Linked DNA regions of Mus musculus: region 1 is linked to region 2. Evidence: chromatin contacts called from public Hi-C data. All regions are on one chromosome and are shown on one strand. The core of a region is the stretch at or near the end of the contact, and the rest is flanking DNA. Distances in the headings are between cores, read along the strand shown.

What was found. Hi-C and Micro-C count contacts between places; a contact is called where the count stands out from the background.
Region 1: a contact with region 2 is called in a Hi-C map of bone marrow-derived macrophages, with 3 times the contacts expected there. The contact joins two enhancer-like sites. A contact is called at or near these places in 7 of 39 promoter capture datasets (the C10 cell line, the HPC-7 cell line, cranial neural crest and 3 more), 1 of 15 datasets of contacts at CTCF or cohesin (pro-B cells), 2 of 484 Hi-C or Micro-C datasets (both in bone marrow-derived macrophages) and 1 of 9 other capture datasets (bone marrow-derived macrophages).

The regions. Positions count from the first base shown.
Region 1 is chr15:30,429,090-30,434,281 of GRCm38.p6, forward strand. The region is part of intron 2 of Ctnnd2 (catenin (cadherin associated protein), delta 2); the gene reads left to right. Among named protein-coding and RNA genes, the nearest start is that of Gm41284, 71 kb to the right of the region's middle. Within about 2 kb of position 2,657, at least 1 of the 459 cell types and tissues checked has an H3K27ac peak or open chromatin away from gene starts, as enhancers often do. A contact at or near this core is called in bone marrow-derived macrophages, where this site is marked.
Region 2 is chr15:30,608,734-30,614,219 of GRCm38.p6, forward strand. The region is part of intron 3 of Ctnnd2 (catenin (cadherin associated protein), delta 2); the gene reads left to right. Among named protein-coding and RNA genes, the nearest start is that of Gm24487, 10 kb to the left of the region's middle. Within about 2 kb of position 1,743, at least 101 of the 459 cell types and tissues checked have an H3K27ac peak or open chromatin away from gene starts, as enhancers often do. A contact at or near this core is called in bone marrow-derived macrophages, where this site is marked.

The sequences.
Region 1 (5,192 bases), core at 1,407-3,906, 180 kb before region 2:
AAGAGCCTCTTTAAACAGTGAGAGGCATATAGCCAATCAGATGTATAATGATTCTCTCAAGAATCAAGACCTCTGTAAATAATTAAAATAATTAAACTGTTTTTACAAACAAAAATGCATTTTTAGAAATTACCTAAACTTTTTTTATTGAAAATAAGTATGAATTTTCAACTGCTATATATTTTTAACTACCAATATGTTTAAAATATGTTTCCCATGAGTCACTTTATATACAGCAATGTTCAAGACTGAAAGGAGTTAGTCTATCTGATAAAGTGTGAATAAATATTTTTGTTGAGAGGCAAGGGAATGGAGAAAGTTGTCAGACTCTGGTGTCTTTATAGGAAGTTAGACAACTGTACTATTGTGACATCAAAATTTTATCCTAGGCTATGGAGAGTAGTAGGGAAGAAGCTGGAGCTGAGGAACCAGTGGCAGCAACATCTAATTCCACGAACTCCCCGATTTGAAAGTATGCAAGGTTATAGTCACATGATTCGGTGTAGTATTTCTTCCGCATGCCTCCATTCCTCCCCTTTGAAATAATAATGTAAATTCTGTGTATTGTAGTAATTTCCACTTTTACTTTAAAGGAATCTACAAATAGAAGATTGTCTTGAGTCTCAAAAGAGACTTTAGACTTTGAAACTGGACTGAGACTGAAAGATTAGGGGTTTTAGATAACTGTACCAACGCCGTTTGTCATTATGACATGATCCTAAGTCTATGATGTCTAGATAGTGGAATGTGGTTGTTTGACTGAGAGTAGCTCCCATAGGCTCATGTGTTTATTTACTCAGCCCCCAGTTTGTAGAACTGTTTGGGAAGGGTAAGGAGGTATGGCCTTTGTGAAGTAGGAGTGTCACTGTGGATATGCTTTGGGCTTTCACCCCCTACACACACATCTTTCTAGGAAGCTCTTTTTTTCTCCCTGCCTGATAGTTGTATCTCAGGTGTAATCCCACAGTCACTGCTCCAGTGCCAGGCCTGCCTGCCTTCTATCATGCTGTCTGCCATGATAGTCATGGACTCCCCCTCTGAAATTCTAAGCTTCCAATAAACCATTTCTTCAAAAGTTGTCTTGGTCATGATGTATTAGCAAAACAACCAACAAGTAACTAAGACAGTTACCTCTTAATAACTGTGCATACAAGAATTAAATTCAACACAGGGGCAGTGAATTTCTTGACAGAGAAAGCTCATCTAATGCATAAATAATAAAGCATCATTTTGAATGCCAAAAGGACTTAGGTATGGCCAGTCCCTCAGTTCCCGGTTTGTGCCTTGGTTCTGAAACCCACAGAATTTTGGTCTTTATACCGTTCCTTTTCCTATCACTTTGAAGGAAGCACGGGGTTGACTTGCAACTGTCATAAATGGCTTTTATAATCATTAATCAGTGACTTTTAGAAATATTATTTCAATGTAAACCTCCTGAATGGTATTTATATACCACAAGATTGTGGGGAAGACGAAAGTTAAGCTTTAATCTCATTACTTCCACACGCTGTAATTGGTATACAGATGCTTGACAGTAAAATAAATATGACTCAAAACCAAAACAGATTTTAATGGAAGTGTTTTGACATTGATGAATCTTCTTAGGAGATGTCACAGAGAAGTGTTTTGGACCACTGATATATTTCACTGGCATTGCCAACATGAAACAGGAAGAGCATCCATTCAAGTAATGCATGCTGCAATGGGGAGAGAATGCCTGGGCCTTAGAGGAGTGGAGTCATGAACATAGGCTGATGTCAGTTGACCATAAAATTCTTTAGAAGTTTGTAATTTTTTATTCTTAGAAATAATCTTAATAAGGAATTTCATCTCTGCTTTTCTGTAGCTTTGGCATTAGTGGATAATTTTTTTTCCTTAGAAGTGGGAACAAAACACCCTTGGAAGGAGTTACAGAGACAAAGTTTGGAGCTGAGATGAAAGGATGGACCATGTAGAGACTGCCATATCCAGGGATCCACCCCATAATCAGCATCCAAACGCTGACACCATTGCATACACTAGCAAGATTTTATCGAAAGGACCCAGATGTAGCTGTCTCTTGTGAGACTATGCCGGGGCCTAGCAAACACAGAAGTGGATGCTCACAGTCAGCTAATGGATGGATCACAGGGCTCCCAATGGAGGAGCTAGAGAAAGTACCCAAGGAGCTAAAGGGATCTGCAACCCTATAGGTGGAACAACATTATGAACTAACCAGTACCCCGGAGCTCTTGACTCTAGCTGCATATGTATCAAAAGATGGCCTAGTCGGCCATCACTGGAAAGAGAGGCCCATTGGACACGCAAACTTTATATGCCCCAGAACAGGGGAACGCCAGGGCCAAAAAGGGGGAGTGGGCGGGTAGGGGAGTGGGGGTAGGTGGGTATGGGGGATTTTTGGTATAGCATTGGAAATGTAAATGAGCTAAATACCTAATTTAAAAAAATTTAAAAAAATTTTTTTCTTTATACTTAAATTTACTTAATGCACTTACCTTGGAATTGTAGGAGGATATGTAGCTAGGATTCCGTGTATCTCGGCACAGCTCTGCTCACTTTAGATATTAGTTCTTTAAGAACCTTTCACAGAGACAGACAGGCTTGATATTGTTCTTCAAAAATAATTAGTGATTACTCCTGACAGTTTCCTGTTTCTATGAAAAACAAGCTTCCAAATATAAAGCCTGAGTCATAATTTTACTGAAAGAAAAGAACATATAACCAAGCAAAACAATTCATCTTCAAGTTCTCCTTTTGTAAAATCATCTTTCTTTTTATAAACTTCAACATATTTCTTTAGTTGAGTGCTCACTATATAACCCTGGGTGATCTGGCACTCGATGCATAGACCATGCTGGCCTTGAGTAGAACACCACCTGCCTCTGTCTCTGGAGTACTTAGATTAAAGGTGCATGCCATGATAACTGGTCTATAAAAGTCATTTTCATTAACATATACAGTTGTGCAAAAAATGGTTTTATTATGATGTTTTCATACTTGTATGTAGTGTCTTCTTCACATAGTCACTACCTGGTAATTCTTGGGAGGAGCAAGCACTGTTCTCTGTGGCATTTGATCTTGATCTAGAAATGAGGTTTTCTAGACCAGGATAGCAAGTGGTGATTGGCTAGAGATGCACATGCAGAAAGCACAAGCATAGATGAGGGGAGCACATGGAGGTGTCTTCTTAGAGGGGATGCTATCACAGAGGCAAATTGGTACCCAGGACTATGTGCCATGCAAGGGACCACGTGAACTATGTACTCACACCAGTTTTTGTTTTAGGGAAAATATTTATCATTGCATATTGATAAACATGGCACGAGATTATATTATGTGGATTCCATGATCAGATAACAAGATAACTCTAAGTCTACCTCAAAGTAAAACTCCATGAAAGTGTGAGTTAGCATGTTTTTCTGTTAGACTTTTCCTAACACAACAACTTACCCCTCAAATGTATGTATTAATTCTTGAGTCCAAACTGGTGTATATCTAAGCTGTGTTTCTTCAATAAAGTGTCTTTTTCTCGAACCAGAAACTAAGCAACAGTATCCTTGTGAGCTTAAGTAAACATGCAGCTATATTTCAACAAACAACAGGGTAGCCAAATAGAAATATGTCAGTGACTCAAAACTATGACTTCATACCATTTTTGAGGAGTAGAACTGTGTGGATGATGTTTTCAGCAATGCATTTTATAATTGACTTGGGCAACATTTGTGAGGATGACTTTCTTTTGCTTAAAAGTTATGGACCGTCAACTAGAACCTACAGTGCTTGCTATTGTGAGGCAAGGGGAGGAGGGTAGGTTATTGAAAGCTGGCTTCTCTGGCTGCGAAAGAAACTCAGTTGGCTTCAGACATTAACACTTACTGGTTTGTCAGTCTGGTGTGGTTACTTTTCTTCTCAGTTGATCCATGTCCAAACGGGAATACTATTGTTCTTTTATATGATTACACTGACTAGGTAAGGCGATACAGTCAAAATCAGCTGTTCTTACAAATATATTGTTTCTGAACTGAAGTTCACAGGAGAGGGAGGATGTACACCTTTGTAAAAGATTCTATATGACCGAGTGACCCACTAGAATTTTGAGAATTGTGGCAAGTGGGAATGTTTCAGGTTATCTTCAATTCCATGAAGCCATTTGTTTCTCATCTCTTTGTTTGACCTAGTAGCCTTGTAACTATCAAATAAACTCTCTGGATTGTGCAAACAGACCCTAACTTCCACCAACTCAAAGGCTAAGAGTGAAACCATGCAACATCTGAGACCTATAGGAGAGACTCCTCCACACCAGTACACCCAGCCTACCTGACGTTCTCTCCAAAATCTTTAAAAAATACCCCAACTTATGACTTTTTTTTGTCAATCATGAAACTATTGCCATGTTGGACATGGAATTTGTAGATCGCTACATGCTGGTTTCCAAGCCACAGCTACTAATTTTTTACTCCAGAGTAAACTATCTCCTTATTAACATCTTCAACACTTTTAAGTATACATTTCTAAATGTTTGGCATTTTAAGATACAATACACAGGGCTCGATGAAGCTTTTTAGCATCATCTCCTCCATAATCCAAGTGAAATATGTGCCTTCACTGGACAGGTATTGAGCTTTTGCTTTAGATCACTTTATGAAGGTCATTACTATCATTGGATTGGCTACGTTTAACTGAGCTTGAATCTCGTGGAATGACCTAGTGATTTTAGTGGAGTGCTACAGAGGGAACTCAGCATATAGGCATGTAAAGTGGCACTTCGTGTCCAGAACAAGCAGTAAAAGTCTGTCATGGACACTTATATTGTGATCATAAATCAATATAGCAAATACTAGGACTCAAACCAAATTGACGTCAAATAAATCAGTTCCAAGTTTCTGCTCATATTTAAAGAAGGTCATGGTGTAGGTTAAAGGATTCTCAGTGTGGTTTTGCTAGGATGAAAACCTACAGTGATAAAAGGTTAATGTAGCCTGGCCAAGGGGAAGAAGTTCATCCATTTAATACCTTGAGTCCATGAAATGTAGATGGGAGGCTACCACCTCAGGTTAAAGCTTAGCTCTCACCCAACATGTACTAAGACAACCTTGGTCTAGTCACAGCCTCACAGAATGTTCCTTCCTGCCACTTCATGGGCCAGAGGTACATATTACCAGCTAGACTATGGAAAAAGGAAATTGTTGAGA
Region 2 (5,486 bases), core at 493-2,992:
ACTACCATTGTTTAGCAAGAACTCTTATTCAAAAATCCTCATTTCTTCCCGAACATAATAGTTCGGAAAGAACTGTTGCTTTGCCCCTACATAAAATAAGGGGTCTAATCTAATCTTTCAATTTCAGCTATTCTATATAAAATTTTGGAGAGTATTCTTAAATGTGTAATTTAAATTTTTAGCATAATATATATGGAAAGCAGTGGACAAATCAAAGAGACCAATTTCTAGGCACTGGGAGAGTTGTTTGTAAGACATCCACACAAATTCCCTCTGCAGTCACTCCTCTGCAGATTAGCAGAAGAATAGGGGCATACCTACTAGGCAACAGCCTATGTTTTATCAGTGTTTGCAGAGAGGGAGTACATTGCATTATATGAGATCTGGATTTTACGTGCATGCATAAAAACTGGCATTTTGCTCCAGGATATGGAGCCAAATATCACTTTAAATCTTTCTTCAAATCACAGGACAATAGAAAGAATTTTGGGCATCTGATGAGCAGAGAATCTGGGGTATAACCCATGACCTTTTCACCAATGACAGGGTAGTTCTTGCATAAGATTGGCTATGTGATTCCTATATTCTATTTCAGGGCTAACAGCTCATTCAAGGAACAAAGTATCAATGAGGTTGGGCAAGTCCAGTCAGCTCTGATAAGAATAAAGAACAAAAGGATACTCACAAGTGAACACATTCCTTTTTCTTTTTTTTTTTCTTTTTTTTTTTTTTTTTTCTGTATGCCCATCTGTCTTAGGGTTTTACTGCTGTGAACAGACACCATAACCATTATAAGTCTTTTAATCGACAACATTTAATTGGGGTTGACTTCATCCAGGCAGGCATGGTGCTGGAGAGTGAGAGTTCTACATCTTCCTCTGAAGGCTGCTAGTGGGAGACTGACTTCCAGGCAGCTAGGATGAGGCTCTTAAAACCCATGCCCACAGTGACACACCTACTCCAACAAGGCCACACCTCCCAATATCGACACTCCCTGGGCTGAGCATCTATAAACCATCATACCATCTCCATCTCTTCCTTCTCTGTCATTATTCCAATATCCCCTATCTTCAGTTTGTTCTAGCTTATATTACATGAGAGAATAAACTAACAGCATTTGTATACAAAAACAAAACAAAACAAAACAAAAAAAAAAGTCAGAGTGTAAAAATGAAGCATGGTCAAACCACTTTAGTTTTGTTTTGTTTTTTATTTGTGAATATTTATAGACTCATGAAAATACAAAATAAATTATACAGAAAGCTTACTTGTAACTATGCCTGTTTCCCTGTAACTATGCCTAGCCCACATATAAGGCATTGGTATAATCCAGAATTTCCTACTTTCAATATACACCTCCCATGTGTGCAAGTGTGTGTGTGTGTGTGTGTGTGTGTGTGTGTGTGTGTGTGTGTGTTTGTACACACAGAGAAAGAGAGAGAAGGAGAGAGAGATTTGTGTGTGTGCTTAGTTCTATGAGACTGCATCAAACAAATGGCTTTGTGTTTGTACCACCAATATCAATATTCTAACCACTCCATCACAGAAAGGCTACCTCGTCCTGCACTATCCCCTGACATATCCTTAACCCTTAGCTGTCACTGATCTTTTCTTCAGTCCCCTAATATTGTACTTCAAGACTATTACTTCTTTTTAAAGGCATCTTAGTCTTTTGAGGATCACTACCTACTGTGTACCAAAAGCCATTCTTTCCCTTGCTGTGGAGGTTTCTGTAGTGTGTTGTGTCAGGCCATTCACTGCTCAGCTGCTGAGGGATGTCTGGCTGATATTCTAGCCTTTGGTAGTTATGAATAAATCTGTGGTGAAGATTTATACATCCATCGATATTTTTTTTTCTTTTACTAAACATTACATGAGTTCAGGTGGCTCACATGGTCAAAAGGCTGCTACTGCCTTTCGGCCTGTAAAGACAGAAGATGTGATGGCCACTGGTGTTTATGGATACCCTGTGGTTTCTGCTCTATAAACAGTCAAAGTGTACGGTGACTTTGTAAGCGGAAGTGGGCTCAGAGGAAGAAGCCACAGTGCAAGCAGCTCTGTGACCGCGGTTCTCCAGAGCAACTTCCAGTTCCTGTTGTTTGCACTTCCTCTTGTCTTCAGCCTTTAAGGGAGTTTCATAATTAGTCAGAAGAGCTGAGCTGTGGTGCAGGGCTTTAATCCAGGCACTTCCTGGGGCAGATACAGGCGGATTTTGACTTCATAGGCCAGCCTGTGTCTACAAATCGAGTTCCAAGAAAGCCAGGGCTAAACAGAGAAAACTGTCTTGAAAAAGTCAAAGTGAAATTTAATTTTTACCAATTTTGTATTGTTACTCAAATTTCTTTTCTCTTTCCTGAGGGATATAAGACCATTGCTTTCATATATTTCCGTTGAAGATCTAAGGGGAGTAAACTTCATGTATACTAATTATTCCATTAAAATATGTGACCAGGCTTTAACATGTTTGCAACAGGTAAGATGGATGGATGAATGGATGGATGGACAGACGGATGGAAGGACAGACAGGTAGACAGGCAGGCAGATCAATATGGGAAGGACGAATGGGGAAATGAAAATCTGGCAGATTTGTGTGACTTAAAGGAACAGCAAAGTGAGCCCCCCCCCACACACACACATCACCCCTTCATAGCTTCATATACAAAGGCACACACACCCTCCAGAATCAAGATTTACTCAGACTCATACACAGTCACAGGAAACAAGAAAACACGAGTTTAACCTTCTGTTTACTCACGGAGTACGGAGGTATTTTCGCTGAGACGTAGAGGGGTAACACTTGGAATACCTTGCTGGGGGCATCACAGCCATTAGCAAATAGCAACTACTCTTATCCACCCCTACTCTAAACCACAGTAGTGGTCACCCAGCTTCCCAATGCAGAGAATTCTCTCCTCCGCTCCTGCTAATGCTCAGAAAGGAAGCATTGGAGTTCATCAACATCTGACCGAGGTACAGAGGATGTCAGAGTTGACTGATCAGCGTAGCAGTGAGCAGCCCAGTAGAGCTGACACAGAAACAGCACAATGGTTCAATTAAATGCTTTGGAGAGTACTTTACAATAGTACCCCTAGTGATCAAAGATTGCGACTTATGTTATTCCAATTTGTGGAATGCCCACTGGCAGAGATATTATGATAGTTTATTTTCTAATGTGGTTAGATATATGTCTCCAACTACAATAAATGCCTTCTGTACTAGTAAAATTGTTTAAAAATAATTCCTAGCCCATGCATGAGAAGGTTCTCAAGAATCTGTGAAAGGAAATATAGTATGAGGAATTCATATTTTATAGAACCCCATTTGTTGCTCCTTCCAGTATTGGATATTATACATAATATGCCTCTTGTAATATAGCTACGGTCAACTCTGAATCTATAAAATTAATTTCAAGAAGAGAAACTTGAATGTGTTTCCTTCCCATGGTAAAAGCTTGGCTTTTGTATTGCTAGCACATTTTGGATGATGGAGCCTCAGGCTAATTCTTTGTGTTTGTGACAAACTGGAGTATTTATTTAGAGAGAATTAAACCCAAACTGAATACATGCTCTTTCTGCTTTGTACAGCTCTAAGTGGCTGTTTCCCACATGGGACAGTACTGTGGTCCTTTGTGACACACACAGGAGCCACTTACGTCCAGGCCCCCCTGTGGGAGCATTAGTCTTTTGCTGTATCAACTGCTTGCATATTTTGCCAGTCATCAAAGCCAACAAAATTAGGTTAGGGCTGTGAACTTCTTCTGCCTCAAACTGAAAAGAAATTCATAATAGAAATTTGAGGTAGATATATTTTCTCACACATGATTCTGAAAACAGAAAATGTTCCTGGTGTTAGCTATAGCAAGAATGATGGCAAACTCCAGGAGAGACTGTCTAAAAGGTGCTGAATGGACAGACTTAGGGTTTAGAAGCAAGCCATCTTTCTTTTTCAAAGAATATACTCCTTTTTTAGTTCCTATTATAGTTTTGGTGAAAGAAAGCATAAATTCTTTAGAACCCATGACATATTAGTGTGATAATATTTTATCTGTCCTCAAGACAGATAAAAAGACACGGTGGATTCTGTGTTACTATCCCGTGGAAGCTCATTTTGTTCTGTGAATTGGCAGTTCTTTCTCCAGCTTTCCCTCCTTTGGCTTCTATTCACAACTTCCCTCATGATGTCAAGTTCATGTCACTGTTCTGTGGGTTTAAGTCCTTTACATTCTTACTTTTGATAAAATTCCTATGAAAAAGATATCCCTGTCTTCCCAAAAAGGAAACTGTGCTGCCTAGACAGCAGGCAATGTGTCTACAGTCCTTGGACCTGCATACAAAGGCTTTGAACAGGAGGCGGCTTAGCGTACTACCTCCAGCTCTATGCATGTGACTCTAAATGTCCCTACCCCATTGTCACTTATGTAAATGAGCATTCTATCACTGTAACAAAATACTCAAGACAAATAATGTACAGAGTAAAATGGTTATTTGGACACCCAACTCCTCAGGTTTCTCTCAATGACTGATTGAATTTATTACTAAGCACATGTCCATGAGAACACGTGATGAGGCAAATTTCTTGTCAGACAGCAAAGAGAGAGGAAGGGGCAAGAGTCCCACAGCCCCCATTAGCAGTCATCCTCAATTGTCAGTGGTCCTTAACCTTCCTAGTGCTGAGACCATGTAACACAATGCCTTGTGCTGTGGTTACCCCAACCATAAAATTATAGTTCATTGCTACTTCACAACTGTAAATTTGCTATTGTTATGGCTTATAATGTAAATCTCTGTATTTTTCCGATGGTCTTGGGTGACTCTGTGAAAGAGGTCGTGGACCCACAGTTTGAGAACTACAGGTCAATGATCTAAAAACTCCCTATCTTTTAATACGGCCACAGTGTTTCTATAATGTCCCCTTAGGACCATGACTTTAACACATGGGCCTTTGAGAACATTCAAGTAGCAAGCCATAGTGAAAGTCATGGAGAACCTGTGATGTCTCCCTTCTGGATGCTCAGAGCCACAAGGGGGTACCCACCGAGAAAATGTGCTGTCGTCCAAAATTCGCCATGCATGGCATTCTCTTGTACCAGCTGCTCACCTTTCCCATGACTATTCCCATTTAGACCCTCCCACAGACAACTTCCATGTACTACAAAGAAAAAACACAAAGTAAGGCATAATCAATCAACTTATAATTACTGACACTGACACCAGTCATTTACAGTAAATGATTGTACTCATGGCCAACTGTAGTTTATAAACAATTTTACTCCATTCCGTATTCCATAGTGCACTAAGCCGCTAATCAGCACACATTTAAACACCTGAATTATAGGAACTGACTGAATCCTCACAAGTTTAAATATTCCCTGCCATTTTATGGACTGAACCTGTCAGAGCCGGGCTCTGCCACACAGAGCCTGGTTTTAGAGACCACCCTGTCCACTGCTGCACACAGGGCATCCTGATTTAGCTACGTATTCCTAA